Linked DNA regions of Mus musculus: all the other regions are linked to region 1. The links are chromatin contacts, called in public HiChIP or PLAC-seq and promoter capture Hi-C maps. All regions are on one chromosome and are shown on one strand. The core of a region is the stretch at or near the end of the contact, and the rest is flanking DNA. Distances in the headings are between cores, read along the strand shown.

What was found. Promoter capture Hi-C pulls out the DNA fragments that hold promoters and counts their contacts. HiChIP or PLAC-seq counts read pairs in DNA pulled down with a chosen protein or histone mark.
Region 2: a contact with region 1 is called in a promoter capture Hi-C map of embryonic stem cells, with 4 times the contacts expected there. The contact joins the promoter of Zzef1 here to the promoter of Pafah1b1 in region 1. A contact is called at or near these places in 10 of 39 promoter capture datasets (the 3T3-L1 cell line, cranial neural crest, embryonic stem cells and 6 more), 1 of 484 Hi-C or Micro-C datasets (embryonic stem cells) and 8 of 115 datasets of contacts at active chromatin or transcription factors (astrocytes, cardiomyocytes, differentiating embryonic stem cells and 5 more).
Region 3: a contact with region 1 is called in a promoter capture Hi-C map of hippocampal neurons, with 10 times the contacts expected there. The contact joins the promoter of Camkk1 here to the promoter of Pafah1b1 in region 1. A contact is called at or near these places in 10 of 39 promoter capture datasets (the C10 cell line, cranial neural crest, embryonic stem cells and 7 more) and 8 of 115 datasets of contacts at active chromatin or transcription factors (SST interneurons, embryonic forebrain, embryonic limb bud and 4 more).
Region 4: a contact with region 1 is called in an H3K27ac HiChIP or PLAC-seq map of acute myeloid leukemia, with 10 times the contacts expected there. The contact joins the promoter of Itgae here to the promoter of Pafah1b1 in region 1. A contact is called at or near these places in 4 of 39 promoter capture datasets (cranial neural crest, hippocampal neurons and liver) and 5 of 115 datasets of contacts at active chromatin or transcription factors (acute myeloid leukemia, embryonic hindbrain, extraembryonic endoderm stem cells and 2 more).
Region 5: a contact with region 1 is called in a promoter capture Hi-C map of embryonic stem cells, with 3 times the contacts expected there. The contact joins the promoter of Shpk here to the promoter of Pafah1b1 in region 1. A contact is called at or near these places in 9 of 39 promoter capture datasets (the C10 cell line, cranial neural crest, embryonic stem cells and 4 more), 6 of 115 datasets of contacts at active chromatin or transcription factors (astrocytes, embryonic limb bud, embryonic stem cells and 3 more) and 3 of 9 other capture datasets (adipose tissue, liver and macrophages).

The regions. Positions count from the first base shown.
Region 1 is chr11:74,720,755-74,726,465 of GRCm38.p6, forward strand. Pafah1b1 (platelet-activating factor acetylhydrolase, isoform 1b, subunit 1) reads right to left here and starts at 3,630. Exons shown (of 11, transcript NM_013625.4): 1 at 3,245-3,630.
Region 2 is chr11:72,794,039-72,799,749 of GRCm38.p6, forward strand. It overlaps Zzef1 (zinc finger, ZZ-type with EF hand domain 1), which reads left to right and starts at 2,188. Exons shown (of 55, transcript NM_001045536.2): 1 at 2,188-2,612. The coding sequence starts at 2,259. Cyb5d2 (cytochrome b5 domain containing 2) reads right to left here and starts at 1,801. Exons shown (of 4, transcript NM_001024926.3): 1 at 1,475-1,801. The coding sequence starts at 1,724.
Region 3 is chr11:73,016,674-73,022,384 of GRCm38.p6, forward strand. It overlaps Camkk1 (calcium/calmodulin-dependent protein kinase kinase 1, alpha), which reads left to right and starts at 2,315. Exons shown (of 16, transcript NM_018883.3): 1 at 2,315-2,454. It overlaps 4732414G09Rik (RIKEN cDNA 4732414G09 gene), which reads right to left and starts at 2,168. Exons shown (of 3, transcript NR_152202.1): 1 at 1,984-2,168.
Region 4 is chr11:73,086,951-73,092,661 of GRCm38.p6, forward strand. It overlaps Itgae (integrin alpha E, epithelial-associated), which reads left to right and starts at 3,633. Exons shown (of 31, transcript NM_008399.3): 1 at 3,633-3,704. The coding sequence starts at 3,668.
Region 5 is chr11:73,197,125-73,202,835 of GRCm38.p6, forward strand. Shpk (sedoheptulokinase) reads left to right here and starts at 2,358. Exons shown (of 7, transcript NM_029031.3): 1 at 2,358-2,556. The coding sequence starts at 2,395. It overlaps Ctns (cystinosis, nephropathic), which reads right to left and starts at 1,895. Exons shown (of 11, transcript NM_031251.4): 1 at 1,794-1,895.

The DNA.
Region 1 (5,711 bases), core at 2,380-4,879:
TTAGAGGACTGCTTAGGATACATAAGGAGAGAGAATTAAGCCAGGCAAGAGTGTCTGTAACTATCAAGAGCTCAAGGTCAGGACTAGCTCCACAGCAAATTCAAGGACAGCCTGGGCTATACATAACAATAAGACATCATCTCAAAAGGAGCAAGAGAGAGAGGTGGTGAAACCACTCAGTGGATAAAGATGTGTGCCACTAAATCTGACTTGATTGAGTCCAATCCACAGGACCTACATGGTGACAGGAAAGCTGTAATCCTTGTAAGTTGATGCACAAACACATAAAAATGAACAAGTGAAAAAAAAAAAAAAAAGAAATTCAAACAGACTTCATTAAACTTTTAAAAATATAGAATTGTGGGCCGGGCGCACGCCTTTAGTCCCAGCACTTGGAGGGGCAGAGGCAGGCGGATTTCTGAGTTCCAGGCCAGTCTGGTCTACAAAGTGAGTTCCAGGACAGCCAGGGATACACAGAGAAACCCTGCCTCCAAAAAAAAAAAAAAAAAATTGTGATTTTTAAAATTGATTCCATCAAATTAAGTAAGATTCAGAGAAAGTACCAGGAATGAAAGCACATTTGTACTCTCCATCAAATTATCAGTAAGCTCCTGGGTGGCCGTGGGCTTGGGGTGGAGGCTCACCACTCTTAACTAGGAAGAGTAGGGCTAAAGATATTTGAGACACAATATAGTAATGTTCTCATCCATCACCATAATAGCCTTTCTACTTCATAATGGACATGGAAAAATAGCAAAAAATGTAAATACAAAGTTACAACACTCATAAGGTTCATTAGAATTACATTGTCATATTTACAATTCTTTACAAGAAACTAAAGTGAGCTATGCTCTTTATCACAGAAAAGGTCCTATGCAAGAAGCAACACAAGAGAAAAGGTCTATTTAAAGAGCTCTTAATACAAAATAACCACTGTCTATTTTCTCATCTTTGATGTTCATCAAGAGAAAAAAAAAAAACTATTTTAGTGAAAACTAGTATTCTTAACTAGATTTTTTTTTTCACTATACCATGCTTTTTGTAGCCAAATATCCCTAGCATTCATTAATTTAACACCCATTTGGCTAGAATAATTAAAAAAAAAAAACTAGCCAGAGCATATGTGGAGTTTTTTTAATACATGCACACACATGGACAGTAAGTACTTGTTTCAGAGCAAGGATACTGCCTTTATTCCAATTACTCAATGCCCTTCTTGAAGAAGAAAAAAAAAAGGTAGAAAAACTGAGATTCTAAGATCCACTATAGAGAAATGCCTTAATTGTCCCTACAATTAATACTGAATAACCTTACAATCATTAAGGATGAGAAAAAAACCCAGTGAAAGGGCAACTGAGCATTTCACAGCTTTGCTGGCGCACCCTTACTCCACCCAGTCCTCTCGGCTCAATGGCTGCTTATAGCAGCCACAAATATTAGCCCATTTTTAAGGGGGTGGGAGGATGTACCAAAACAGGGTATGCTCTGTCAAAACCAACATATGCACAAATATTTTGCGAAAAAACTGGTTTCCTTTCTGACTCTTAAAATTATATATACCAGCAGCTTTAAATATATTACAGAAAATCCTTCCCTCTGAAATCAAACAATGATCTTTTAAATAGACCGTGAAGGAGTAAATTACTCTAAATTCATATTCTGTGTTAATAAAAAAACACAATTTGTAACTGCCAATTATTTGCACAACTATGTCCTGAAAGACACATATTAGAAATAAAAGCTTGCTAAAGCCTTAATACCAAATCAAATTTTAAAGTTAAAGCTTTTAATGTAAATTCAGCATAGTATTACTAGCATATCCAACTAAGAATATTCCTAATTAAGGGATTGAATCCTGCAGCAATCAAGCTCTACTGCAGGGGGAAACACAGCAAACAACTGCTGTGGCAAAATGAAGAGAGAAGACAATATTACTGGCATGAGGCCCAAACAAAGTCTCCACCATCCCACCCCCAGAAAAGAAATTTCACACAAAACAAGCCAACCCAACAAAAAGAGAATTGCTAAAATGACCTTTATGTTACTGGATCTTTTAAAGGTTGTGAATCTTTAGGAGGGTGTGTTTGAAATTAAAGGTAAGAAAAGCAGTAATTTTATTTTCTCCCAATTGTCTCTTAAAGGGGGGGGGGGGTGAGGAGGAGGTATCCTTGACATGACATCGCCCATTGAGAATGAGACCACAAATCTGGTACTCTTCAAAGGCACAATTTCTTAGCCAAAAATACTGATAGGAATTACACCCAAACCCAACCTCAACAGAAAATTTCCTGCGCTCCTCCCAAGGAGTTTCTTGCTAAGTCACTGGAAAAAGCAGGCAGGATAACAAATAAAGCCAGGCACCTTGCTTTCTCCTATCTCAAGACTGAAATTCTTTCCTCTTGGGAGACGAAATCAGCCCACCGTCTCAAAAAAACATTTTCTCACCTGGGAGGCTAGAGAGGGTAAATAGTCACAGCGTTTCCTAATGGAGTGGAGAGATGGGATGAAGGGAATGATCGAGAACCTGGGAGCTCAGTGTTAGCAACGTCAAAAGACAACTCCCGTGCGAGGAGTCAGTAGCAAAAAGGAAAATCCTGCCCGATTCGGTGGGTGGATGCTGCAGATCTTTACTGAATGCAGAGGCTGGACCACCACCGCACCGGGGGGCCGAGGGCCTGAGCGGCGGGCCATCCTCCCCGGGTCCACCCTCAACCTAAGGACAAGCGGAGAACCCGACGCCTGGAAGGCCTGGTAGCTGCTGGAGCCCCGGCGGCGAGTCGCCAGCCAAGGAGGGGTGGGGACTGCGGGTTCGCTTCCGCGGCCCAGGAGGGCTGAGCCCTTTCCCCAAGATCAGAGAGCGACCTGCTATCCACGCCCTTCCCACCCAAGAATACTTTTCTTGCTAAGTCACGGCGGCAGGAGGGCGATGCCGCCCGAGAGGCCACGGCTTGAACCCTCAGCAGCCTGAGTAGCCCACTGCCAGGGTCGGAGGAACCGGAGCCAGGGCAGCGCCCTCCCAGGCCAGGGCCCCCTCCTCGGTGCCTCTCACTCAACGGCCGTCGCGGCCGCCATTTTGAGAGCGAGGAGAGGAGAAGAAGAAGGAGGAGGCAGCGGCGGCAGGGGGAGGGGAGAATGGGAGGGAGGGGACCGGCGCAGCCACATCGTCAGGCCGCCGGCCCGGCCCGCAGCCACCCGAGCGCGATGGAAGAGACAGAGGGGAGGGCGCAGAGCGTCGCCGCCTTACCGGAGCGCTGCACCACCGCCTCCGCAGGGCCTCTTCCGTCCTTCACTCCCATCCACCAGCGGGGGAGGGGGAGGGAGAGGGAAGGGAGGAAGGAGGGAGGGAGGGAGGGAGGGGGAGGATGGCGCGCTGGGCCCGGTCCCGGGGAGGGGGAGGGGAGGGCCGCGGGCGGGCTCCTCGGCCGTTCCGGGGCTCGAGCCCTAGCCCAGCGTTCGCTCGTCCTCTCGCTCGCGCCTGAGCGCTCCCCTCCGGGTCCTCCTCGCTCCCTGGACTCTCGGCTCGCTGCTCCTTCGCTCCCTCACTCGCTATCTCGGCCGCCGGACTCCGCCGCCGCCCCGCCGCTCCAGCTCCGTCTGTCACAGGAGCTGCCCCAACGCCCTGACGTCACCGCGCCGCCGCCGCCCCAGACCCGCCAGGAAGAGGGAGGGGAGCGGAGGGCCCGCGGCGCATGCGCGGGCCGGGCCTGGGCCTGGGCCTGGGCCTGGGCCGCGCGCCCTTCCGCAGGGTGAGCTGGCGGCTGTACCCGAGCCGACCGGCGAGCTTGCGTCCCGTCCGCGGCTTTTCTCGCTTCTGCCCCCTGATCCCTTGGGAAGCTTCCCTTTTGCTCTAAACTGCCTGACGGCTGGCGTCCATCACGACTCTTGCTCTGCCTCAGCGGTCACTGCGCTGTCCCGGCGGACCGCGGGTACCCGGTGCACTGGCATTTCGGCCCCTGCTGGCTAGAGCAGGAGCCAAGCCAGGATGCTTCCTTTCTGCCTTAGCCTGTGGGATTATTCCCCATCCCCCACCTACCCACCCACCCAAAAGGACCAAAGTAAATTGGTGGGCTTGGGCAGAAGAGCTGTTGAGGTTAAAAGGCAGATGGATTGCCTTGTGTTCCTTTCTGGTACAGATTTTTAATCGGAAGGAATCGCCTGTAGATGTGATTCAGCTATTCTTTTCCTTAGTCACATGTATTCATCAGAGATTCTGGAAACTGAAATCCACAGAAAGACCTGGAACTTTATTCTCTACAAGACATGTCTGTGTTTTATTATATTATGAATTGTATATTGATGACAAATCTGGGGGGATTTGATGTCAATTTATTCCACAAAGAGACACTTGATTTTTGAAAGGGAAGGTTTGGGGCTCTGAATTATTCAATATAGGATATTTAAGTATTGAATGAGATTACTTCATTATCCACTTGTGTTTTCCAGCACTGAGGCTTAACTGATTCTATTGCGTCCCTCGATGAAGGTAAATACTGTAAAAATCACTTGGGAAGCTGCAGAGTTAATGTCTCCAGTATGAATCCTGGTGTCACCACTGGGAATGTGACCTTGACTAAATTATCATATCTCTTTTTGGCCTCAGTATCAGTATAAAATAAACCCAGTAGCCAAACAAAGTGGCACATGGCACGTAGCCCAAGCTACTCAGGAGGCAGGAGACCAGCAAGAGCCCAGAAGTTCTCTGCAAGCCTCAGGAGCATCCTTTTTATAAAAAACAAAAAACAATGATGATAGTAATAAACAAGCTAGGGTGACTCACATCTGTAATGCTAACACTGAGGAGACGGAGGCAGGAGACTTGCCACGAGTTTGAAGCCAGCATGGTGTATATAGTAAGACCCTATCTTAAAATAATGATTTAAAGCTGGACATGGTGTTTTAATATCAGCACTTTGGAGGCAGAGACAGGTGGATCTTTCCAAGTTCAAGAGCCTTCTCTACCCAGTGAATTCCAGGACAGACAACTACATAGAGAAACCCTGTCTCCAAGAATAAATAATAATGGAGCAAACCTTGGGTGGAAGGAAGCACACATCCCTTATTCCAGCATGGAATGGCTGAAGAATGAGGATCACAAGTTTAAGGGCTACCTGGAAAACTCAAATGTTTTTAAATTTATCACTTTTAAAAGGGTGAAGAGACAGCTCAGTAGGAGAGTACTTGCTGAGAGAAAGAAAAGAAAACATTATAGAATTGACATAGCTGTGAGGCTTTGTGAGATTAGATGTTGCATGGGTTAAGGCCTGAGGTTTGATGTGTAACTCATGTAACCATTACTATCTAGTACCAAAGCCAGGCTCTTTGTATTGGGATGGGCTATCTTTATCCCTAGAAATTTTTTTAAAAAACATAAACCAATGACCTTAAGGGATTAGTTCTTTTTTTTTTTTTCTTCATCAACACAAGAAACTAAATCAAATAATCTTTAAAAGGTTATGTCCAGAGTTTCAGTTTTTGGATTCTATAGTCAAAACTATGGACAGCATGAGACAGAGGCTTGATCCTATCACTTATATCCAAAAGCAGCCAAGAAACATTCATTAAATTAAATTGTCCCTGATTCTCCCTGATTCTAAGAATTCACCCACCTCTCATATTTTATCTTTTGAAATATTTAATATTGCCTGGTATCTTGTTTAATATTTAATCAGATGAGTGAATAAGTTCTTTTGGGTTTTTTTTTTTTAATGAAT
Region 2 (5,711 bases), core at 938-3,437, 1.9 Mb before region 1:
TATAAATGAGTACATTTGCTTCCCTAATAGACTGTGTGGGCAGTCAGACACATCTTGGATTCCTCAGCACCTGGCCAAGGGAGGACCCATGGTAGTAGTCAATAAATGGAGCTCAAAAATTATATGCACAGAACGCAAAAGCTACTAGAGCATACTAGCCCAGAAATGGAAGCATGTATGTTCACACTTGTGCATGCATCCATGACAGCTATACCAGATGTTAGTAGTGTCCTAAAGTGCACTCAAGTGGCAAGAAAAAACTCTTGATTCCAGTCTAGCATTGCTTCTAACTCTCCATGTCCTTGGGTAGGTCCTATCCCAGGTTAGACTGTTTGAAAAGTCTGGAGAGAAGGAAGTGAGTGATCTGTATTTAAAGGTAGCTTCCTAATTCTCCTAAATGACCGGTGGACTGCTTGAAATTTTTGTCAGTCTAGTTACCAGTCTTGCCCTGCGATCTTCCTTCCCAAATAAACAAAGAGAGAGGTATTCTCCTTGGCTAGAAAAACAACACCTTTAAAATTGGTAGCTGGGAAGCTGGCTTACTGGTTAAGAGCAGTGGATGCTCCTCCAGAGAAGCAAAGTTCCCAGCACCCAGATCACAACCATGTTTACTAGTTACAGGGATTTGAAAACCTCTTCTGGCTTCGATGGGCACCAAGTACACAGGTAGTTCAGAGTTGTACAAGGAAGTAAAACACTCATACACATAAAATAAAAATTAAAAGCTATTAGGTTGGTAGTTCTCATATCTTGTTAAGGCTTTTAGTCAAATTACATTTTCCGATCCCCTCCGTTGTTAAGGGGTAACGGGAGCACAGCAGAATGGAGTTAATTTGATAAATGTTCTTAGGAAGGCTAATATACCAAATTTTGTCAGAAGTTTTGTTTCGTGTTGTTTTAGAGCCAGCCTGGCCACAAATTCCTGGCTCAATGGATCTTTGTAGCTCAAGAGATCCTCCTGTCTCAGCCACTCCAGTTAAAACACCACTTCTGGTTTATTGTAGGTATTTTAATACTACAAAAGATACTTGCTTTCCTGTGCTCTAACTTCATTCCCCGCTTGATTCTCATTTTTTTTTTTTAAAGAAAAGCAGACAAGTGCATCTACTAGAATTAAAAAAGACTCAAATATTATATTAGGGGAAACGGAGGCGGGCGGAGGAAAGGTTATTTCGGGTCAGTCTAAAGAGCCTGAAAGCACGGTAGCTCTAGAGACCAGGTAGACTTCTGAGTGTAACCACTACCTAACAAGACACATCTTTCTCCGAATCAGTCACACAGTGCAGCAGACAGAGTCGGAGGGTACATAACTAGCACAGTTGCGTCCAAGCTGCAAACCAGGACCGTGTCCTTCCCACCGCAGCAGTCTGAGGAATGTGGGATGACGAGGCGCGGAGGAATAAATTACTGGACGAACGCAAGCCGTGGCTACGAGCCCACGCAGGAGGAAAAGGTGTGAGAGCCTCGCCGATACCTGCGAAGCCGCTATAGTGCGCCCCAGGCTCGTAGTGCCTCCTGCCAGAGGACACGTCGTAGACGCGGCCGAGCAGTGCCAAGTACAGGCCCGGGTCCCCTGGGCCGCCGCGATAGCGGGCTAGCTCCTCGGGAAGGAAGAGGCGAATACCAGGGCGGGGACCCCACCAGTCCATCAACCACACGGCCATGACAGCCACCGCCGCCACGGCCAGGCTCAGCACCACACCAAGCCCGCATATCCTCAGCATCTATACAGCAACACACCAGACACGCTTCGGAGGTAGCCACCTCTTAAGCCACCACTAAGACAGCAGAGACGCCGGCCGTGACGTCGGCAGCGCGACACTGACAGACTTCACAGCAAAGTTGACTCTTTTGCCCCCGACTCTTTCTTCTTTTCTTGTCCAGCCTAGATTCTGAACGTGAAGCGTGGAGCAGAAAAGGGGAACAGTACAGAGAAAAAACAAACAAACAAACAAACAAACAAAAAGTCCTGGCTTACAGTTTATCCGCCCTCAACAAAGATGGCGGCAGAGGCGGCTAGACGGATACGTTAACGGGTGGGTTCCCGGGCTTCATTAAGCTGTCGTGAGCAAATGGAATCCGCTTGACGGCTCCGTTGCGACATCAGGCCTCGCTCGACAGCCAGGAAGCCGGAAGTCACTGCCGCCGCTGTGGTCTCCACCCCGTCCCCGCCCGCCAGGAGCTGTCGGAGGTTGACAGGTCGTGGCTGGGAGGCGGCGGCGGCGGCGACACCTCCGAGCACCCAAGACGGAGACCCCATGGGGAACGCTCCGAGTAACAGCAGCGAAGACGAAGCGGCGGCCGCAGGGGGTGAGGGCTGGAGCCCACATCAAGATTGGGCTGCCGACTCTGGCACGACCCCCGGCCCCGGCCCTGCGGCCGCGGTGCTGCCTTCCGCCGCTGCACTCCTGGAACCCGCTCGGCTGCGAGAGGCAGCGGCTGCGTTGCGGCCCGCACCTCCCTGCGAATCCCTGGTGTCGAGGCACCACGGCGCGCTCTTGCGCTGGCTGGAAGAGCGGCTGGGCCGCGGTGAAGAGTCCGTCACCCTGGAGCAGTTCCGGGAGTTGCTGGAGGCTCGCGGCGCTGGATGTTCGGGCGAGCAGTTCGAGGAGGTCAGGGCTGGCTGGCTGGCTGGCTGGCGACAGCGGTGCGGGAGCAGGGTGGTCGCCAATAAGGTCCTGAAGAGGTGGGCGGTTGCTTTGCGGAGGCCAGCCAGGAAGCCATAGGGTCCTCGGGTTCTTAGAATGGAAGTATGGCGTTGTCCGAACTCTTTCGGAGTGCATCACTACGGAATTTTGCTACGTCTCTCGCCTTTACTAGAGGTGTGGAAAGTCCAGGCTACATTAGCTTTGTTCCGAAGAGAGGAGCAAGCCAAAAAAAAGTCTCTGCATGTGGTAGGCAGACATTTGTGCAGTTGACAGGCTTAGTTGCTTGCTGGACCTTATCAGAGTAAGACAATTACGAGAAAGGATGTGCAAAGATCAAGGGAGTGGCCATGAAAACCATTCTGTTTTACTGGCCTGTGCAGGAATCTTGTAGAGAACCATCTGAGTCTAATGTGGAAGGAGGGTAACATTACACTGAAAAGACTCATTCTGCAAGCCGTTCATGACTATAAAATACTAGGTTTTGTTTGGTTGGTTGTTTTTTGTTTGTTTGTTTTTTTTTAACAAGTATACACTGGATTTTAAATCATTGAAGAACTTGTTCCAGGCTCATTTGAAACCTTATCAAACCTAAAGTTGATAGGGAAGCGTTAGTTTTCTTGTACTTATGAAATTTCTCCTCATATCTCTACTGAACATTTTGGTTTATGGTTTGGAAAAAACTGACCCAGAGTTAGCCTATAAATCATTTCACTAGCAAAGTTGAGAGTATCTCACAAACCTCTTGATTCCCACCCCATTCCCTTAGGTCCCTATTATCCTGCTCCCTGAAGTCTTATTAATTCCACAATGTTAGGACAAAAGGTTTTTAATGAGTAAGCCATGTAAAATTGTCAGTCATTGATTGGTTAGTGTGTAAAGCAAGAAACCCACAGTCACTTGTAACATAATTTAAAAGTTCTGTTTCCTCTAAATCAGAGGCTCTTGAAATATTTCGAGAATGTCGCCTGCAAATGATAAAAATGCCTACATAATATATTTTGTAAGTTTCCCTGTAAAAACTGCTTTAGTGCATTCTAACTCTCAAAAATACGGTGATACAAGACTGTAATACCAGACTTTGAAAGGCAATAGCAGGAGGATCAATTCAAGGCCATTATAAGCTACATAGTTTGAGTACAGCCTATGCTAGACTCACTTTGAGAAGGACTGTCTCAAAGGTCTAAAACATATATGCATTCACATTATAACCACACACAGTTAGTAAAAGGTCTTTATTAAAATAAAATTTCCAGGATATTCCTGGGAAGCACACATACATGATTCTCAAAACTTAAGAGACTGAGGCAGGCAAGTCTCTGACTCAAAAAAACCTAGAATACTCATAATATGCTCATTATAGTACCCACATCTTTTATGAGAATATGAAACCTTGGTAAAAAGAACTGTGCAGACTTGATCAAGAAGGTGACACTTCTTAGATTTGTTTAGAGGCAAATGAAGACAAACAGCTTTTACACAGTGAGAGTGTCTTGACAGGAACAGAATTATCTATGGGGTTTGTAGAGGTCATGTAATATAAGGCCAAGAAATCCAGTGAGCCACCTGAGAAAAACCCCTCAAGGGTTGTGGCATTATTCACTAATTCAACACCAGCCCTCCAGATGACAGTTCAACAAGCAGATAGGAGCTTCTATGGTGTAAGTGATATAGTAGAACAGTTAGATTCTAATTTAACAGTGACTGTGAGCCAAGAGGAAGCATAAAGAATATAGGGAGTTATTTAACCTCTTCTAAGGTCTCAAGGGGTTTCCAACAATATTTCAGTGGAGATTTGAAAGTGCAAGAAGACACCATGTAGGAGGAGGGAGCAGTGCTTTCAGGAGGAGAGGAATTACATCTTCAGATGTCTACTAGATGGAGAATCTAGTAATGCTGTGTGGTCAGAAAAAACAAAAAACAAAAAAACACCTGCTACTCTTTCAGAGGACTGACTTTAGTTTCTAACACTCGCTGCCTTTAATTTCAGCTCCAGAGGATCTAACACCTATTTCTGGCCTCGAACTGCATCTCCACACAAGTACACACACACACACACACTCACACACACACACACACACACACAAATAAATAAATAACAATTCTCTTTTTTAAAATCCAAAGAGACAAAACCTCATATACCAGTTGTTTAAATGATTATTTTCATTTCATTTTATTTTATTTTATGTGTATGGGTGTGCACCAGTGCATGCCTAGTGCCTGTGAAGCCAGAGGCTGTGTTAGATCCCTTGGAACTAGAACTATGGAGGGCTATGAGCTGCCTTGTGGGTGTCAGGAATTGAACCTAGTTCCTCTGGAAGAGCAGTGCTCTTCACTGCTGAGCCAACCCTCCAGCTCTCTATATTGGCGGATTAAGCAAAAATGTGTTGTTTCGCTTTGGTTTTGAGTCAAGGTCTCATTATATCCACCCCTGGTCTAGAACCCACTGTGTAAGCCAAGGTGGCTTTGAACTCATTGTGATGCTCCTGCTTCAATTTCTTGAATGCTGAGACTGGTGTGCACCACTTCATCCTGCTAGGAAACTGCTTTCTTATATAAAGATCCAGGTAGGCAGTCAAGACTGGTGTGGTATTTTAAAATTACACACCAGCCTGGCTGTATCCATATTGTGTTGTGCACCTCATAGGTACTTTTCATGTAGTGACCCAGTTTGTTCCTTCCGTCACTTTCGTCTTTCCAACAAGTAGAGAAGAGGAAAGGAAGGCCATGACCTTACCATTCTCCTCAGTAGCGCTTACCTCCCACAGACTCAGACTTAGTCAGTCCAGTGGCTGCACTTAGCCGTAAGAAAATCTGGGAGAGCGCTTCATTCCATGGCCTTATAGTTAGCTAAATTTGAGATTTAATTACTGAGGAAGAGAGTAAATGAGACTAGTTGGCTAGGTCATAAATTCGGGAGAATAGATGAGGCCGAAGGAGAGGGGCCAAGAATTTGAGTCCAGTAGCCTAGCAAGGAGTTTGGAAATTGGAGTTTTACTATTGTTTTTGTTGTTTTGAGAAAGGGCCTCTCTGTAGTCCTGGCTGTCCTGGAACTTGATGTGTAGA
Region 3 (5,711 bases), core at 1,065-3,564, 1.7 Mb before region 1:
GATGGAGGTTGCATTTGTTGTTGGTGGTGGTGGTAGGTTTTTTCCCCTTTCTTTCCTTTTTTTGTTTTGTTTTGCTTTGCTTTGTTTCGAGATACGTTTCTCTGTGTAGCCTTGGCTGTTCTGGAACTCGCTCTATAGTCCAGGCTGGCCTTGAACTTGGAGATCTACCTGCGTCTGCCTCTGAGTGTTGGGATTAAAGGGATCCACCACCACTGCCCGGCCCCTTTTCATGTTCTTGCTCTTGCTACCTGGTCTGGTTATGTGACAAAATTCACGTTAGTGGGATGCACAGGGAATGTTCCGTGGCGCTGTCTTTAAAAGAGCTACTGTTGGGGTAGAGAGATGGCTCAGTGGTTGAGAGCACATGCTGTTCTTACAGGGGAGCCAGATTCAGTTCCCAGCACCCACACAGTGGCTCACAACTCTCCGTAAGCACACACAGATGCACATATAGGCATACATGTAGGCAAAACAGTCACCCACATAAAATAAAGAGTTAGCATCGACCCTTCATTATTTTTCTCCATTCCAAAACCTGGAATGCATACGTGATAACTGGAGTTCCAGCCCCTATTCAGAATCACGAGGTCAAAGGCCATCTCCAGGGCTTCCTGGTGCAGGGAGTGGAGAGAGCCACATCTCAAAGGCTTTTGTGGAGCAGAGCCATCATACCAGCCCAGAACTGTTTTTCAAGATTTATATATATGTAAGATTTGTTGTTGTTGTTGCCTAGATCTTAATCTGATCCTCTCAGCCTTGCTTCAGTTGATCTGTTTGAGCCTTTCCATTAGAATTATGACTGGATCCTCAAGGACTCTCAAAACCATCTCTTCAATATTGGGGTATAGCTCAGTAGTAGCATCCTTGCTTAGAATGCAAGAAGCCCTGGATTCAATCTTCAAAACTGGGGGTGGGGGGAGGAGTCTCTGTAGCCCAGCTCTTTCCTGAACTCCAGCCCTATAGATCCAATCCTCCAGTTACTGGACCCAATTATTCATTTCAACAAATACATGCTGGGCATGCATCAGGAGGTCAGGCTGTGCTGGGCGAATTCATCTCGACCCTTGCTCTCAAGAGTTCTTAGTCCAGACAGGACTCAGGTGAAGAGGTGCTGAGATCTGGAAAGCACTGAGAAAGGGCTGCTGGGCATTCCAGGTATCCAGAAGGTCATGGGGAAGGCTTCCTAGCAGCAGAGGCATTGAACTAAGTGCCAAAAGACAAGTGGGGTTTAGGCAGGCAAGTGGTGAGGGGTGAGCTATGGAGGGCTTGAGGGGACTTAGTGGCAAGCAGTGGAAGATCCTAAGAGGCAGCTCTCTGGTGTTCCTAGTGCCTGTTCTGGTTGTCCCAGAAAGGTTAATGGGAAGTGATACTGGATTGGGGTGAGGGGTGGGGCTGCTGCACTAATCAAGTGGAGGTATACTGCATGACCGTGGTGGTCGAGTTCAGGGAGGGGCAGATGGTGGGGAGAGAGAGAGAGAGAGAGAGAGAGAGAGAGAGAGAGAGAGAGAGAGAGAGAGACTTTAGGGATCTTAAGAGGCAACATGGCAGATCCTTGTGCTACACCCGGTTGGGTCAGAAAACCTGCTACACAGGTAACTCCTGGTTTCTAACTCCTGGTTTCTAACTCCTGTTTAAGACAGAGACACAGGTGAGACCAGGTTGGAGATAGCAACATGGGTCTGAGTTTGAGGCAAGCAGTGATGTGGGGCATCTCCAATAGACTAATAATAGCAGGATTGAACCAGGAGTCTGTGAGGGCAGTCCCCAGGCATAACCACAGTCAAGGCCACTTGGTCCTGGAGGGCTCTTTTTCATTCCCTCAGCCCAGCCAGTCACCTCCTGCTCCTCTCCAAACCTGAGTGCCGCCCCACCCCAGCACTCTGACGAATCTCCCTCCTCCTTCCCTCCCCCAACCCCCCCGGAGAACACTCAACTCCAGGCCCTTCTCCCAGGGCCTCTACCTAGCCTCTCCTTGGTACGCACCGGGCCTCATCCCGAAGGAGGGATGCTCTTGCCTCTAGAGACTAGGACACCGGATTGAGGACTCGAAAAAAGCATCGTACGCTTCAGGCCAGGCTGAGGGGCCCACGACGTGGCCTGAGGGACATCGGGTTCCCCGAGCCTGCTTGTCTGCGGGCGCCGGGGGCGTGACGCGTCGGGGCCCATCCGCAGGGCCCCTCCCGAGCCACCTCCTCCCGATCCCGTCGAGACCCGCCCCCTCTACCCCTGGGCGGGAGGACCGGACTCTGATTGGACATCTCTGCGGGGCGCTGCGCGGCACAGCCAATGATCGTGGGCCGGCGCGGCGGCGGGCGGGGGGAGCGAGCGCAGCCTGGAGCTGCGGCGCCAGCGGGTTGAGCCGGGCGATCCTAGCCCGGCAAGGCGGGCAGGGCGGGGCGCGCACAGCGGGAGCGAGCCTGGTGCCCACCGCAGAGACTGTCGCCAGGTGCCTAGGTAGGGGTCAGCAGCCGGGACTTGGAGTTGGAAACTGGGGTGCGGACGGCTGAGCCGCCCTGTGCAGCCAACGGGCTGTAGAAGGGTGGTCTACAAGGCCGGGTCTACGTGGGCAGCCGGAATCTGGTGTGCAGAGATTCCCGCTGTGTCTGCAGGGCCAGGTCCTCGGGATGGTTCCCTGAGCCCGCATCTGTCTAAGCCAGCTATGCGGGTGCCCGACCACCTGCGTTTCTTCCGCAGCTGCTGTCTGTGGGACTGCATAGAAGCCCCGCGCGCGCGGTGCCTTGGGCCCGGCTCTGGGTGGAGGCCGTGTCTATTCGGAGTGGGCCTGGACGGGTGCACCCACGTGTGGATCTCAGCAGAGCGCTTCTCCCACAGCCCTCCCGTGAGTCTTCCGTGGAGAGCTGGGGGCGGGGTGATGAATGGGACGGATGCAGCGAGCGACTTCAGCTGCTGCGCAGTCGTCCCCTGACTGAGTGAGGGTGGCGGAGGCGGCGCTGTGGTTTCTGGGTCTGGTGGGTACAGGATTGGTGCTCCGAGGGTGCACACGTGCGCGGGGAGCTGTGTGTGGTGTTTGGAGGCGGGTGTGCGTGCGTCACGTGGACACAAGAGTGTGCCTGTGTACCTGAGGGGTGCGTTTCAGGATGGAGTGGTGTGTGAGCACCGGTCACGAGGACAAGGATTACATCTGTCAGGGAAGGGGTGTGTGTCTGTCTTGAGGGTGTTACAGAGTGAGCAGAGCTAGCTGTCACATGCCTTGGGTCCCAGGACTGTGTCCCAGTGAGCTCCTCTCTTTGTCTTGGCCAGGTTCAGGGTGTGAGAGAAGCGCACAGCTGTGTCCTTGAAAATCCCAGGGAAAAGGAAGAGGCTGGGTCTTCTGCGCATCTCTACCTCTTCCATCCAACATACGCTGTGGGTCAGACTGTTCTAGACCCTACTACCTGCTCCTTGGTCCCCCACGCCCAGTCCTCAGACCAGGACTGGGGCTTATTTTAAACCTTATCCAAGTGAATTGCTTCCCTGCTTAAAGACTCCTTTGGTGTTAGAGGCCTCTGGTTTCTGTTCACAAACCCTAAACCAAGCCTGTTGGGAAGCACTCTATTGCTATCACGTTGGGAAGGGATCTCTTTTAGACACAGGGTGAACTCCCATTTCTCCCTTGGGAATCCTGCTTAGTGGTCACAATGTCGCCTCCGCCAGGAAAACACCCCCGAGGCCAGTGTAAGTGGACCTTAGCTTCTCTCCTGATGCACACCTCCACTAAGGAACTTTCCACTGCAGCCACATCTGCTGTGCTGGTCTTCATACAGAGCAAGCACTGTCCCACCTCATGGCACTTGCACCTATGGGCCAGTCCCTCTGGCTCCAGTTGCTGTTCTCCAAGTGTCTACACTGTGTACCGCCTTTCTCCTTCCAAAGCTGCTTAGAGCTTGCATTGTGTACAAACCCTCTCTGCGCTACATCAATTGTGTCCCTAGCATCTTGCTCCTGCCCTGTCTTGTTGTAGTAGCTGTCTTCCCAGGGCATCCCACAGCACCTATCATGTATTTATTGCTAGCATTCTTATTTGTTGCTTCATGACTCTACTGGAAAGCAAATGGTGAGAGTGGGGACTTTGTCTTTGGGGGTCTACTGGTTTACCTCCTCGTTCTTATATTGCAGATACCCAGTGAATCGTTGTAGCAGGGATGCATGACTCTGGATTTGCATACCAGGAGTCAGTGTGTCTATCTACTCCCCAGATCCACACTAGAGGCAAACTCCGAACATATTAGAAATCCTCCTGTTAGCAACTGGTGTGGAGGGAGGGGTGATATATTAATCTGGGGTAGGGAGACCTCTGGAAGTAGTGAGAGAACAGTGGAGGTCAGAACTTGGTGATTTTATCCCCAGATCTGTGCTGTTTAAGGTGCTTAACTTAGTGAGTTCAGCCAGCCAGCGGGTGTGTGTGTGTGGGGGGTGAGATCAAAGAGGCTTCTCAAAGGAGGTGATGTCTGAACTGGTCTTCAGGCAGTGAAGCCAAGGGAGGTGTGTTCCTGGCAGAAAGAGCAGCTCGTGCAAAGGCCTGGTGACACAGAGCCTGTCGTTTGCAAAGCTTGAAGTAGTGGGGTGCAGCCAGAGTACTGCAGGAGGTGGAGGGGTGGGTGGTGAAGGTGGGGGGGGGACAGTCCCTTTGGCTCTTGCCTTTCTGGCCCAGGCCCAATGAAAATGGGGAAATGGAGTTCCCATCTCTGTGATGGGAACAGTGGATGAATAACAGAACGGGGATGGTGATGAGTGGGATAGATCCCTGAGCTGCCCAGAAACAGGGAGGGGGGAATCTCTGGAAAGAGGGTGGAGGCTCAGAGCTGGTGTAAAACAAGAGACCCACAGATGTCAGTTTCCACAGGTGGACTGAAGGATGCTTTGAGCATAGCGGCAGTGGGGGAGGCAGGAGCCTACCTGGGTGTTTGGGGATCCCCGGAGGTAGTGGGAGGGCCATCCTCACAGCAGGCATCCTTGAGCATGACTTGGCACCAGACTCCTGGGTCTCCCTTAAGGGGACTGAGTCATCCTAGGCAGGGGCGGGGAGCTGCAGAGGGCACCACTGCCTGAGCCATTAGACCCTAGCCAGAAGCATAAGCAGGCTACAGTGAAGTGGCCCAGAGATGTCAGGACTGCTTTGATGTACAGCCCACACGGCCACTGCCTCCTTGCATTTCCCCCTGACTATTCCTTTGCTGATCAGTGCTGTTCCTCCTTTGCCTGGATAGCTATCGGTCCCTGCCTCAGCCTGACTCTGGAACATTCTAGCCAAACTCTGAAGTCACTGGTCCCTGAAGTTACCGTAGGTAGGGCTGCTTGAACCAGTGTGGGTGACTGCAGGGTCTTCTTGCGCTGTCTTCTCCTGGCCTGTGTTAAAAGACTTAGCTGGATGGGTCATGTCCTCAGAAAGAGGTCAGATGGAGTGGGCTTCTGAAGCCAAGGGTTGGTTGGTGTACTCGGGAGTGGCAGACACTTGGAGGGTGGGGTGCCGCTTGAAGGAGAAGCCTGAGTCAAGCTAGTCTGGAGCCAGGCATCTAAAGTAGGTTGTGTGTGTGAGCTGCTTCTTAATGCACACACATCCCAGCGACATATTACTCTATTACTCAGGCACAGGCTGCTTCTGCGTCCACTGCTTCATCCACTTCCTTCTAGGGTTCACAGAGAAGGCTGGACAGTAGCCATCTGTCTGATTCACCTGTGAGAAAACTGATGTCTCAACAAGCTTAGTGTCC
Region 4 (5,711 bases), core at 2,383-4,882, 1.6 Mb before region 1:
ATGCTTGATAGTCTGAGTTTATTCACTAGGATCTACACGATGGAAAGGAAGACTCCTGCAGGCAGTCCTCTGACCTCCTCACATCATTGTGACATGCTCACATGTGTACATGCATGCAGGTACACACGCACACTGTTCAGTTTTAATATGGAAACTATTTGAGAAGGTAGCCTAAGATGTCCATTTGCTTGGGCAGCTGTAACAAGATATCACAGATGGAAATGCTAGAAGTCTGAGAGGGTCCCAGCATGGAGAGTCCTCTCCTTAGCTTGCTCACTTGACCTTTCTCCTCTGTGTGTGCCAGTGACCCTTCTCAGCACCAACCCGTGGACTAGGTCTGAGCCCCACCCTTTTGACCTCTTTTAAACTTAATGACCTCCTCAAAGCCAAGTGTCTAAGTCTAGTCGAATTGAGGTGTAGATCTTGGATTCAGGAATTTGGAGATGGATATTGTCCAGCCCTTGGCACCTGGGAATGCAAGGGTGCCAGTCTGTATTTGTGCTTTCTAATTTCTCAAAAACCCATGATCTGGGTTTCCTTTCCTATCTTTTCTTTTTTAGTAGTTTGGGGACCTAGTTCTGGAGGGAACAGTCACGTGTGGCTCCCAGTTCAGAGACTTTTTTTTAAATCCATTCATGTAGCCGGGCTCATTCCTTAGCCTCTGTCTAATGCCAGCACTATGAGCCGTGAAATGGCAGACAGCCCCCTCTGATGAAGGCTATTTTAGGTGGCCTTGGGTCTGCCTGCCCCTGACTCCTTGTGGAGCTCATCTTCAAATATTCTTCCACTTTTTGAGGAAAGGCTGGCTGGGATTGGAACAACTTCTGTCTGGAAGAGAGATGGCAGGCCCCTTCCACTGGTATATGTCACACTTCCTGCTTGCCTGTATCTCTCAAGATAGTCTCCCACCTCCTGATACACACCTCTCCCTGAATATGTATCAGACTTCCCTTTGGGGAGCGGTAGGGAGAGGAAGTGGGGGCTGTCCTTGTTGCACAAGCTGGCCTGGCCTAGACCCCAGAATGGACTGGAGCTCGAAGTGCTCCATCAACCTCCCAGATACTCGGATTACAGACCTGCCATGGCTCTATAAACTTCCTTTTTTGAAATACTTGCAGAATCACAGTAGCATCAAGGATAGAACAAAGAACATCTTTTCTCTATTTTCTTTAACCATTCAGGCTTTCCTTTCCTTTGCCCCTTCCCCCGCCGCTGCCCAAACTACTTGAAGCATTTTGCACTGCATTCCACTTTACCCTCACCATGCTTTGTGCTGTGTTCATAGGATAGTTACCAAGGTCAGAAATATGTAGTGTCTGGTCAGGATAATAGTTGCTCATTTGTGTTGTAGGCTTCCTCTGTCTGTCTGTCCCGGAATGCTGTTTCAAGCATTTCTCCCTCCCCCTCCCACCCCCAGTTCAGGATCTAATCTGGCATTCAAGTAGTGGACTGCCTTTGTTCTGTAACTGGAGCTTGTCCTCAGCCTCTCTGTGGATATTCTGGAAGGATACAGTCTAGTTAGTGGTATAAGACTGACATTCAGCTTGGTTCCTTGGAAGTGTGTATTTGCCAAACTTCAGCCTAGGGCCGGGTGCTGTAAGAGAAGGGCGGAACAAGAGAGCAAAGCCAGGCCCCTAATCTAGGTGCCTGAAGCTCTGCTTTGTGGGAAAGCATTAGTATCAAATGGGCTGAGAGGGCTCCTCTGCAAGTCATAGTTACAGATGGCATTGACAATCTTTGGTGGGTACAAGAGGTGTTGGCACTCCATAGAGTCCTACAGAGGTGCAGAAAGTAACCTGTGCCCTGTGCAGCTCTGGCCATCAGCACTGCCTGGCCTCCTGAGGTGCCTGGGGTACACACTCAGTCTTGTTGCTTGCGGAGTTCCTAAGTGAGCTGCCATCCTGGGCTTTCCTACCCTACCAAGGGTGTGCTTTGTGATCTAGACTGCCCCTTTCTTCCCCATGGGCCAGGGATAGAGAATCCTTTAGTGGCTCTACCAAATGTCCTTGGATCAGGGGGAGCTGGGCTTTGAAGCAGTGATGGGCAGGTGGGCTGGCTGCTGGTGCCACTGCAGCTTGTGACAGGTCTGTCCAGCAGCCTTTGGGTGTTCTACACTATGATGTGGTAGTAAGACATCAGACCTGGAACTCTGCTTTTCTAGCTGCTAATAATGTGTTGTATGTGTGTGTGTGTGTGTGGGGTGGTGGTGGTGAACTGTAATCTCCTTGTGAATAATTGTATAAGATCTAGTCAATATCAGACCAAAGCTAACAGCGTGGAAATGTTTGACGTGTCACTGAATCGACACAGAACTGTGGCTAGATACGTTTTCCATGTGAAAAACAAAATAAAATTGATTTTCATGTAGTCATTAAGGCCATGTGGTTGTCTGCTTTTGCTAATACTATAATACTCCAGAATGTTCGCTTACATCTATGGAAGAATGAGAGGTTTGATGCCCAGCTTTTCTGAATTAAGATTAAGATTGCATATGCTCTAGAGTTCAGTTCTGTCCATACACTAACGTCATTTTAACGTGTCAGTTATTTGTGGCTGATAGCTCCAGTTGGACAGTTGGGTTCAAAGCAGCCCATCTTTGCAGAGAGGTCTTACCACATGGCCCAGGCTGGCCTTGAACTCAGTCTTCCCACCCTACACTCCTGAAAGCTGGGATCGTCCGAGGCTTACCTGTCCAGAGCTCTGCTGGGCTGTGCAGAATGGCTTCCTTCCCTCACTGCTGTGTGGGCAAACTTGATCATTGAGGAAATTAGTCTTTAGATATGACTGCCCCTGTTGGTAGTAGACTCTCCACCGCCTGGGCAGGGTCAGAGCTGGCTATAAAGGCCATGAGGTCTACCTCTTCTGTTAGGCTGGAAGCCCAGAGCTGTGAAGCTGTTACCCGCTTCAGACTTTGAAGACATTTGAACCACAACTGGATTGAAGCAATGACTTTAACTAATACATAGGGTCTCCATGCTCACCTGGTCCTCCACAGCCCTATGTGTTTAGTACAGGAGCAGACATAAGAGCCCAGTTCCTACCTGTGAGGCCACTTTCTATTTGAGGGGACCCAATATGGCTGGGGACTGACCCCATGAGTCTGACTGGGGAACATTTTGGATAGGACAGGCTGGAATTCACCTACGTGGACGACTTGCTCCTGCACCCCCTCTGTCTGCCAAAGACACTCAGAACGACCACCAGCCAAATCTTAGCTCACTCGTGCATGAGATGGTGAGTCTAGTGAGTGATGGAACTGGGCTGGCAATTGTCTTACGTTCCTAGGACCCAGCCCACAGCTATGGGTGAAGTCACGTGCTGGCCTTGTACAAGCTATGGTGGCTATGTCTACTTAAAAGTACCTCAGGAGCCGGGCAGTGGTGGTGCACACCTTTATTCCCAGCACTCTGGAGGCAGAGGCAGGTGGATTTTTAGTTCGAGGCCAGCCTGGTCTACAGAGTGAGTTCCAGGACAGCCAGGGCTATATAGAGAAACCCTGTCTCGAAAAACAAAAACAAAAAAAGTACCTGTGGGCCTGTGGTCCCTTATCTGTAGATGCTTCTGTCTCCACCTCCTGGCCTCCCCTGCAGGGGAAGGGAAGCTGAGTACTTTCTGAGGTCCTTCTGTGTCGCCCCACTCAGCTCACACAGCTGCATCTGCTCCAGCTATGAAGTGGCTCTTCCATACCCTTCTCTGCATGGCCAGTAAGTCAGTCTTACCCCCTGTCTTCAGATGCTATCATCTCTGTCTGCCTGGGCTCAGGATTAGTGGTTAGAGAAGTGATGGGCTTCCCTTGGGAAGAGCCTTTGCTCAGACAGAACTGCAGGTTTACTGGGGAGGACCTCTTCATTGTTGCTGGCCTCAGGCATTAGGGCTCTGCCACCCCCTTTCCCTCTCTATTCAGCCTCCCCTCACTCCGCCACATCCTCAGTTCTATGCCCAGTTAGTTCCCAGAGTGTGGGACCCAGTGATACCCTGTGCCACCCAGAAGAGGGCTCTTCTTTAATAGACCAGTTTCAGCTGCTGGGGATTGGAAGGACTTGAGAGAACATGAAGACTAGCAGGAGACTGGGGGTGAAACTCTACAGAGTGAATGTTGTGGGGGAAGCTGTTTCTTGTTCTGTGCTGTGGTGGAGGGGCAGGCATTTCTGCTGCCAGGGGATCCCATTCTGTCTTTAACCCTGAGTGGGGACTGCTTTTGGGACAAACTGCCCTGAGACCACCTTAAGATCCCAGAGACAAGATAGCATAATCAGCTGAACCCCCGGGGACTGCTCAGACAGGGCTCTAGTCTGAACTTACCTAGCCATCTAGGTCTCTTTTCTTGTTCATCTCTGGCAAGAGAATAGGTGAGTATCACACATAGTTACATAAGGGCAGGGAGCTGTAGCTATAGAAGCCAGTTCTTTGAAGGTATGAAGGAGCTGAGCCATCATAGGAGGAGAATGCAGGATGAGCACCCGCTATGAGCCAGAGCACCCGGAAGGCAAGCTAAACCCTGCTCAGATCATCAACGTTTTAGGGAATTTTGTTGTTGTTGTTGTTTGTTGTTGTTTTTCGAGACAGGGTTTCTCTGTGTAGTCCTGGCTGTCCTGGAACTCACTTTGTAGACCAGGCTGGCTTCAAACTCAGAAATTCATCTGCCTCTGCCTCCGGAGTGCTGGGATTAAAGGTGTGTGCCACCACACCCGGCGGGAAATTTTTGATATTTTAAAAAGACCTAGGGGAGCCAGTGAGATGGCTCAGCAGGTTAAGGCACTTTCTGCCAAGCCTGATGACCTGAATTCCGTTCTGGAGACCCACATAGTAAAAAGAGAGAGCTGGCTTGTCTTCTGTCCTCTGCATGATGCCATGCTCATGAGCACACACACTTATGTGCACAGACACACAAGCTTTGTTTTTTAAGCATTTGATAGTCACCATGGGAAGATAAAGTTGGTTGAACTATTTGTTATTTTGATTCCTAGACTTGTGTTTATTTCTGTTATCTACAGAGGGGGAAATGGGGTCTCACTCCCCACTTTTTTTAATCATAGCTCTGATGCCCCATCATCAAAGCTGTCTAGAAAAGATGCTGAGACTAGAGTAGTCCACTCCATTATAGAGGTGACTGAGGCCCAGAGACTGAGAGGGTGCAACCAAGGAGCAGTAGAGACAGAATCACGTCTAGGTGGACCTCTGCCCTGCCTCACAGCTCCAGGTTGCTCCATGGCCTGGAACGATGACCCTAGCAGTGGCACTTTGGGCGTCTGCCCACCTTTGTTTCCTGCAACTCCTTACCAATGACATCACCTCGGCACCTCCTCCACTACCTGTCATTCATCAAACCCCTGAGGCTCTGGCACAGCCCCAGTTGACAACCAAGAACAAGATGGAGCCAAGCAGTGGTGGTACACACCTTTAACCCCAGCACTAAGGAGACAGAGGCAGGCAGATCTCTGAGTTCCAAGACAGTTTGGTCTACAGAGTGAGTTCCAAGACAGCCAGGGCTACACAGAGAGACACAGAAACCCTGTCTTGGAAAAACAAAACAAAACAAAACAAAACAAAACCTAACAGGTGGGATGGGCGGATTTGCACCGAGGCCCCGCAGCCTGTGGGGCTGGCTATGCTGTGGATGGAGTGAGATTGGCCTTGGTATGTGATGGAGGACGTGAGATAGCACTGTTGTACACCGTGTTGCCTGGAGTTGATGATCCGTCAGGCCTCAA
Region 5 (5,711 bases), core at 1,108-3,607, 1.5 Mb before region 1:
TTCAGAGCACTGGCTGTTCTTCCAGAGGTCCTGAGTTCAATTTCCAGCACCTACATGATGGCTCACAACCATCTGTAATGAGATCTGATGTCCTCTTTTGGCCTGCAGGCATACATGTAGGCAGAATGCTATATAATAAACAAACAAATGAATATCACTTCTTGGAAGATATGGACTGCTTCCAAGTGAAACTCAAACACTCTGTCAGCAAAATGTTCCCCAGTGCTAAAGGCTAAGGCATCTCTGAAGGAGAAACCTAGAACCGATGGCGCCTACTATGCTAAAAAGATCAGTTGGTCAAACACACAACTAGGCTTGTAAAAAGTTACAAGACAAAGTTACAAGACTTGCCATGCCCATCTTCTGGTGTGTGTGTGTGTGTGTGTGTTTACCATCTTCTACACCTCAATCAGATGGCACACTTTTAAGAGCCTCTACTATCCCCCACAAGAGATCTCCTGTGGCAGCTTCCCTTAGTCAGGTGTCTGAGGTAGTCCTGCTCTTGGTCCATAACCTGGAGCTTCCTCTGTGGGAAAACTGTTAATTAAGGTGGAGGTCCACCATGACTGCATAGCCCATGGGTTCGGCATAAGTGGAACTTCTCATCCTCTGACCTTGTCTGGGGAATTCGAAGCCCCAACACAGGCCTCTACCTGATGACTGTCACATAGCCTTAGCAAGATTCCTTCCTAAGGATCAATTCCCTTCCTTTTCATAAGAACCTGTTCGGTGAGCACCTGAGATTCCCGAAATGCTTCCCCATGCTAATGGGGCATTTCAGTACCTCAAGCCCTCAGCCAATGACCTTTGACTATCCTGGATGTTCCTACCTTCAGTCCCCCAAACTTTATAAGCTCGTCTTGGAGTGGTCATTCACCATACCCACTCACAGGGCTTCCAAAACCATGCCCACCACTCTTTGTCTCTGCTCCCACTGCCCCCTGTCCCCCGTGGACCTAATTGGCCATAATCCATGAGAGTGGGGAGACCCACATTCCTCAAGGGATAGTACAGATTGGACAAGGAATATGTTCCCTGGAGATGAACTATCTAGGTCCCAGGTTTCCCATTTACTTGTATGATTCTGGAATACTTATTAACCTATGTTTCTTAATGGGGAAACAGGGACAGTGGTAGTTACACCACAGGATTATAGTGAGATGAAATACAAGGCATACATTCTCAAAGGGGCTAAAATAGGCTCTGGAGGTCTGAAAAAATAGCTGTAATAATTGCTTATCTCTCTCCCAAACGTCATAATAAAAAAAAATAGAGCTTACCAGCTGTATTAAAAGTTTGAGGTGGATTGGTAAGATAACAAAAAGTTGAGAAACAATGAGGTAATGTTATTACTATTACCACCCAGGGCTCCCAGCAAGCTCTCACAGAGCATAGATTGTTATTTTCCTCAATATTATTGAAAAAGGCAAGATCCAGGTACCCTCTCATTCTCTGGGAGAATCAACACGAGCTCCTGGAATGGTCCTAGCAGAATTTACCCCCAACCCCAAGTTACCTACCTGCACATTCCTAAGCCAGATTCAGGCGGCGCCACATACTGAATAGTGCCACCAACACCAGCTGTCAGTCGGTGTCCGTGCTTTTGCTCACCAACACCCTGGCCCTAAAACCTAGAGATGTGCGGGCCTGGGTTGGGGCCAGAAGCTAGAAACCCAGGCGCTGCCCCTCTGGTAGCGTAGGTTGCCCCTCTGAGGTGCGGGGCTAATGTCTGTTGGGGTGGGTGGTGTCATACCAGAAAAGGGGGTAGCTGTCCCGGTCGCGATGGTTCTCACCTGACAGCTTCCCAGGCTTGGTGGACAGACCTCACCAAAAGCAACAATCTCGCACCAGAAACCGCTTAGGAGTGTAAGGACTCTCTGAGCTCCGCCGACTTTGTGTGAAAGAGGGGCCAGCTGTCACCTGACCTGAACCACCTGACTTGAAGCCGCGAGCCCTGTGCAAGGAGCTCTGGAAGTTGTAGTTTTCACGAATACAGGAGGATAACGCTTGGTAGGGGTGAGGGAAGGGTGGAAGGGCGGAAGAGCATAGGCACCTTGGCAGGGACAGGGGCTCGGATGTGAGGGGCGATCTAGTCTCTTGTAGGGGAAGCAGGGTTCTCGAAGTCTCTGTTGTCTCCTTGAAGCCCTGTGCTCCCTGGTGAAGACCCTGGGACCCCAGGCACTGTCCCGGAACCTCTGACCAATAGATCCCGCCTTCTGTCGTCTCTCCACCTATCACCGGAGGCCGCTGTGGGGAGCGCGTGGTGTTTGCTTTCCTCGACCAATAGAAGTGGTTAAAAGATTGACAAGGAAGCTCCGCCCCCTTACTGCCCTCCAGAGTGAAGTGTTCCCCGGCGTGCGGTTCAAGCCACCGAGCTGTGCTGTCACCACTGCCATGGCTTCGCGACCTGTCACTCTCGGTATCGACTTGGGCACCACGTCCGTGAAGGCCGCCCTATTGGAGGCTGCACCCAGCCTCCCATCCGGGTTCGTGGTGCTGGCGAGCTGCGCCCGGGCTGCGAGGGCAGAGACTGAGAGCGCGGTGGCCGGGCCCCAGGTGAGGCAGAGCCCTGGAGCTGCCGCCCCGGGACGACCCTGGGGGCATCTCGGGCAACACCTTCCCGCGAAGAAGTACCCGTGATTGCCCAGTCTGTCGGACCTCCAAGGCCTGCTGCCCTTTCCTCTAGGGCTTCAAAGCCTGCTGCAGCTCAAGCTAAGCCGTTAGATTTTGCCCAGGGAGCTTTCCCACCTGCTGGCACCGATCTTCCCGCTCTCCGGCTTTTCTGGGGCCCCTGACCATGGCGCTGGATCCCTCTACTATCCGCCCATCACTTTTTGTACTTTGCGCCGAGAGGACTTGCTTTCAAAGTGATAACCACAGGCCTGACTATCACGCTCGCCACTCATGACCCTGTGCCCTCTAGTTCAGGCATCATTTCCGACCCCACCCCCTAGGCAGGTTGTGCTCTGGAAATGAGACGTAGCGTTAGGCTTACCTCATGCCTTTGAAGTTCAAGTAAACTGATAATTTCACTTGGTTACTCAAAGAATTCCAGCCCCTGCTGAGCATCTCTGGAGGAAAGTTGTCAGAGCAGGTGGGGAGACACTGAGATAAGCTGATGAACATTTTAGAAAAGAATCAGACTGATGATTATACGCTGCAACCACTGGCTTTTGAAAACTAGAAGATAGAAAAGTACATCTCCAGGGGTCCACAGGATGGCTCAGCAGTAATAGCAATTGCTGAGTGAGCCTGGTCACCTGAATTCTACCTTCAGAACCTACCATGGAAGGAAAGAACTGACTTTTGAAAAGCTGCCCCCTGACTGCCACATGTGCCCCATGACGGGCACACATGTTTGTGTGCACACACACATACATGTATACACATATATACACACACTATATAAATATATACACATACATATTCACACATATATACACACACATATATACTATGTATGTTCACACACATACAGTATATATACACACACACATACATTCATATATATACATATACATACACACACACACACACACACATATATATATATACACACACACACACACTACACACACACACACACACACATATATATATATATATATATATACACACACACACACACACTACACACACACACACACACACACACACACACACACAAACATACCTTTAAAACAAATGCAATGAATTAAAGACAGTGGACTCTGTTGGAAGATGATGTAAGTAGGATCAGAATGGCCTCAGATTCCATTCCTATTTGTTTCCTGAAAGGGTCAGTTTATAGTCAGTGAATTCACAGATATGAATGTCAAGGTGAGAGTGTAACCTCTCACTTTTTTCTTGGCCTCAACTTGTTCTCTGATCTGAACTAGGTGGCCACTAAGGCTTCCTCCAGCCAGAAACTTGGACTGAGTGCAGTACCTCACATTTGAGCTTCATGTCTCAAATGCTCTTGCCAAGGGTCTGTATTCGGTTCTTTGGGGGTTCAGAGTCCAATTTGTGGGATCACTTCTAATTTTCCCAGAGGCCTTCACATTTAATTTGGTTGGGGCCTCAGGGCATCTTAGAATGACTATTTGACTTCATGAATTACGACATGGAGAAGTTGGCTCTGATCCTGGGGAAGTGAGGAGCTGGGCCAAGGATTATAGTACAGTGGGTTCAGGCATTGCCCTTTTCTTGTGAAATTGATCTCTCTCCACCCCCACCCCCTGCCTCTCTCTGTTAGGAGATAGGGTCTTGCTGGCCTCAAACTTGGATCTTCCTCACTTAGCTGAGATTACATTTGTGTTCCACCCCATGCAGCCAGAATACAAGGTTTTGGAGGGAGACAGACTCTCTTGGTTGCTCGTCTCTGGCTCAGGCTCCTCAGCTGTAGGGTGCAGGGGTGGGTGGCTTTGAGTGAATTGCTGAGCACTCTTTTCAAGTCTGAAGTTCTAAGGGCTTGATCTGGGTATGGACCTACTGATGTTTTCAACTAAGAAAGAGCAGCAACAATGGTTTTCCTGTTACAGTATGGGTGTGCCCATTGTCCCAGGGCTGTCCCTGCTCCAGCTCAACCCTAAAATGAACTGCTGAACACAACCTCCTTGTCCTGACTTCCAGCTGGCTCATTTTCCTCCTCCGTGCTCTCCACCCTCACAACTCACTCACCCTGGACTCGTTTTAAACAGAGGCCCCTCTGTCCTGAGATGATGCGCCATCTGATGGCTGTTTGGGGACTTTTAAACTACCACTGTCCAACAGAAATGCAAATCACACATGTGAGCCACACATGTAATTTTCAGCTTTCGAGTAGCTATTTTAAAAGAAGTAAAAAGAATGGGCAAAATTAATTTAATTTAAAAGTTATTTATTTATTTATTTATTTATTTATTTAGAGACAGAGACCCACTACGTAGAACTGGCTGGCTAAGAACTTGCTATGTAACAGAGCTCTACCTGCCTCTGCCTTCTGAGTGCTGGGATAAAATTAATTTTCATTATGTACTTTTATTTAATGTATACAAAATATCTTTTTAACATTCAACAGTAGAGATGTGCTAATGAGATATTATGCATTATTCATATTAACTCTGAACTAGCTAGTGTGTGTGCACTTAGGTGCTCATGTGTATGTGTATGCATGCAGAGGCCAGAGGCCAACCTTGCACTGCATTCAGGTTTTATCCATGACTGCCTCACCTCTTTTAAAGTATCTCTTGTTGGCCTGGAGCTTGACAAATAGGTTGGTTGTTGCTCCAGAGCCCCAGGGATCTGCCTGTTTCTGCCTCCCCAGTGCTAGCTAGCGTTACAAGCACACAGCGCAGCACCAGACTTCTTAAAACGTGGGTTCCAGGGATCAGACTCAGGTCCTTATGCTTGTAAGGCAAGCACGTGACCTCCATCCCCTCCGCCCTCAGATGTAACTTACATATATGAAACATTTCAGCGCAGACTAGACATGTATGGTTAATGGCTGCCACACTGGACCATGTCCTGAGCAAATGTCCCTTCTACTTACTTCTTTTCCCTTCCCCTCCAGGTCTTTCTTCCTCTATGGAGATCACACACAGGTGTGGACCTCCTCTGTGCCTCTCACTGCTGTGTACTTGGCTTCTTGTTTAGGGTCTGGGGCTGCCTGCTCAGGATATGCTCTCTACACAGTCCACTCCATCCGCAGCTCACCCTTACTTATCTTCCTTCTTTGTTCTTCCTTTGTGTTG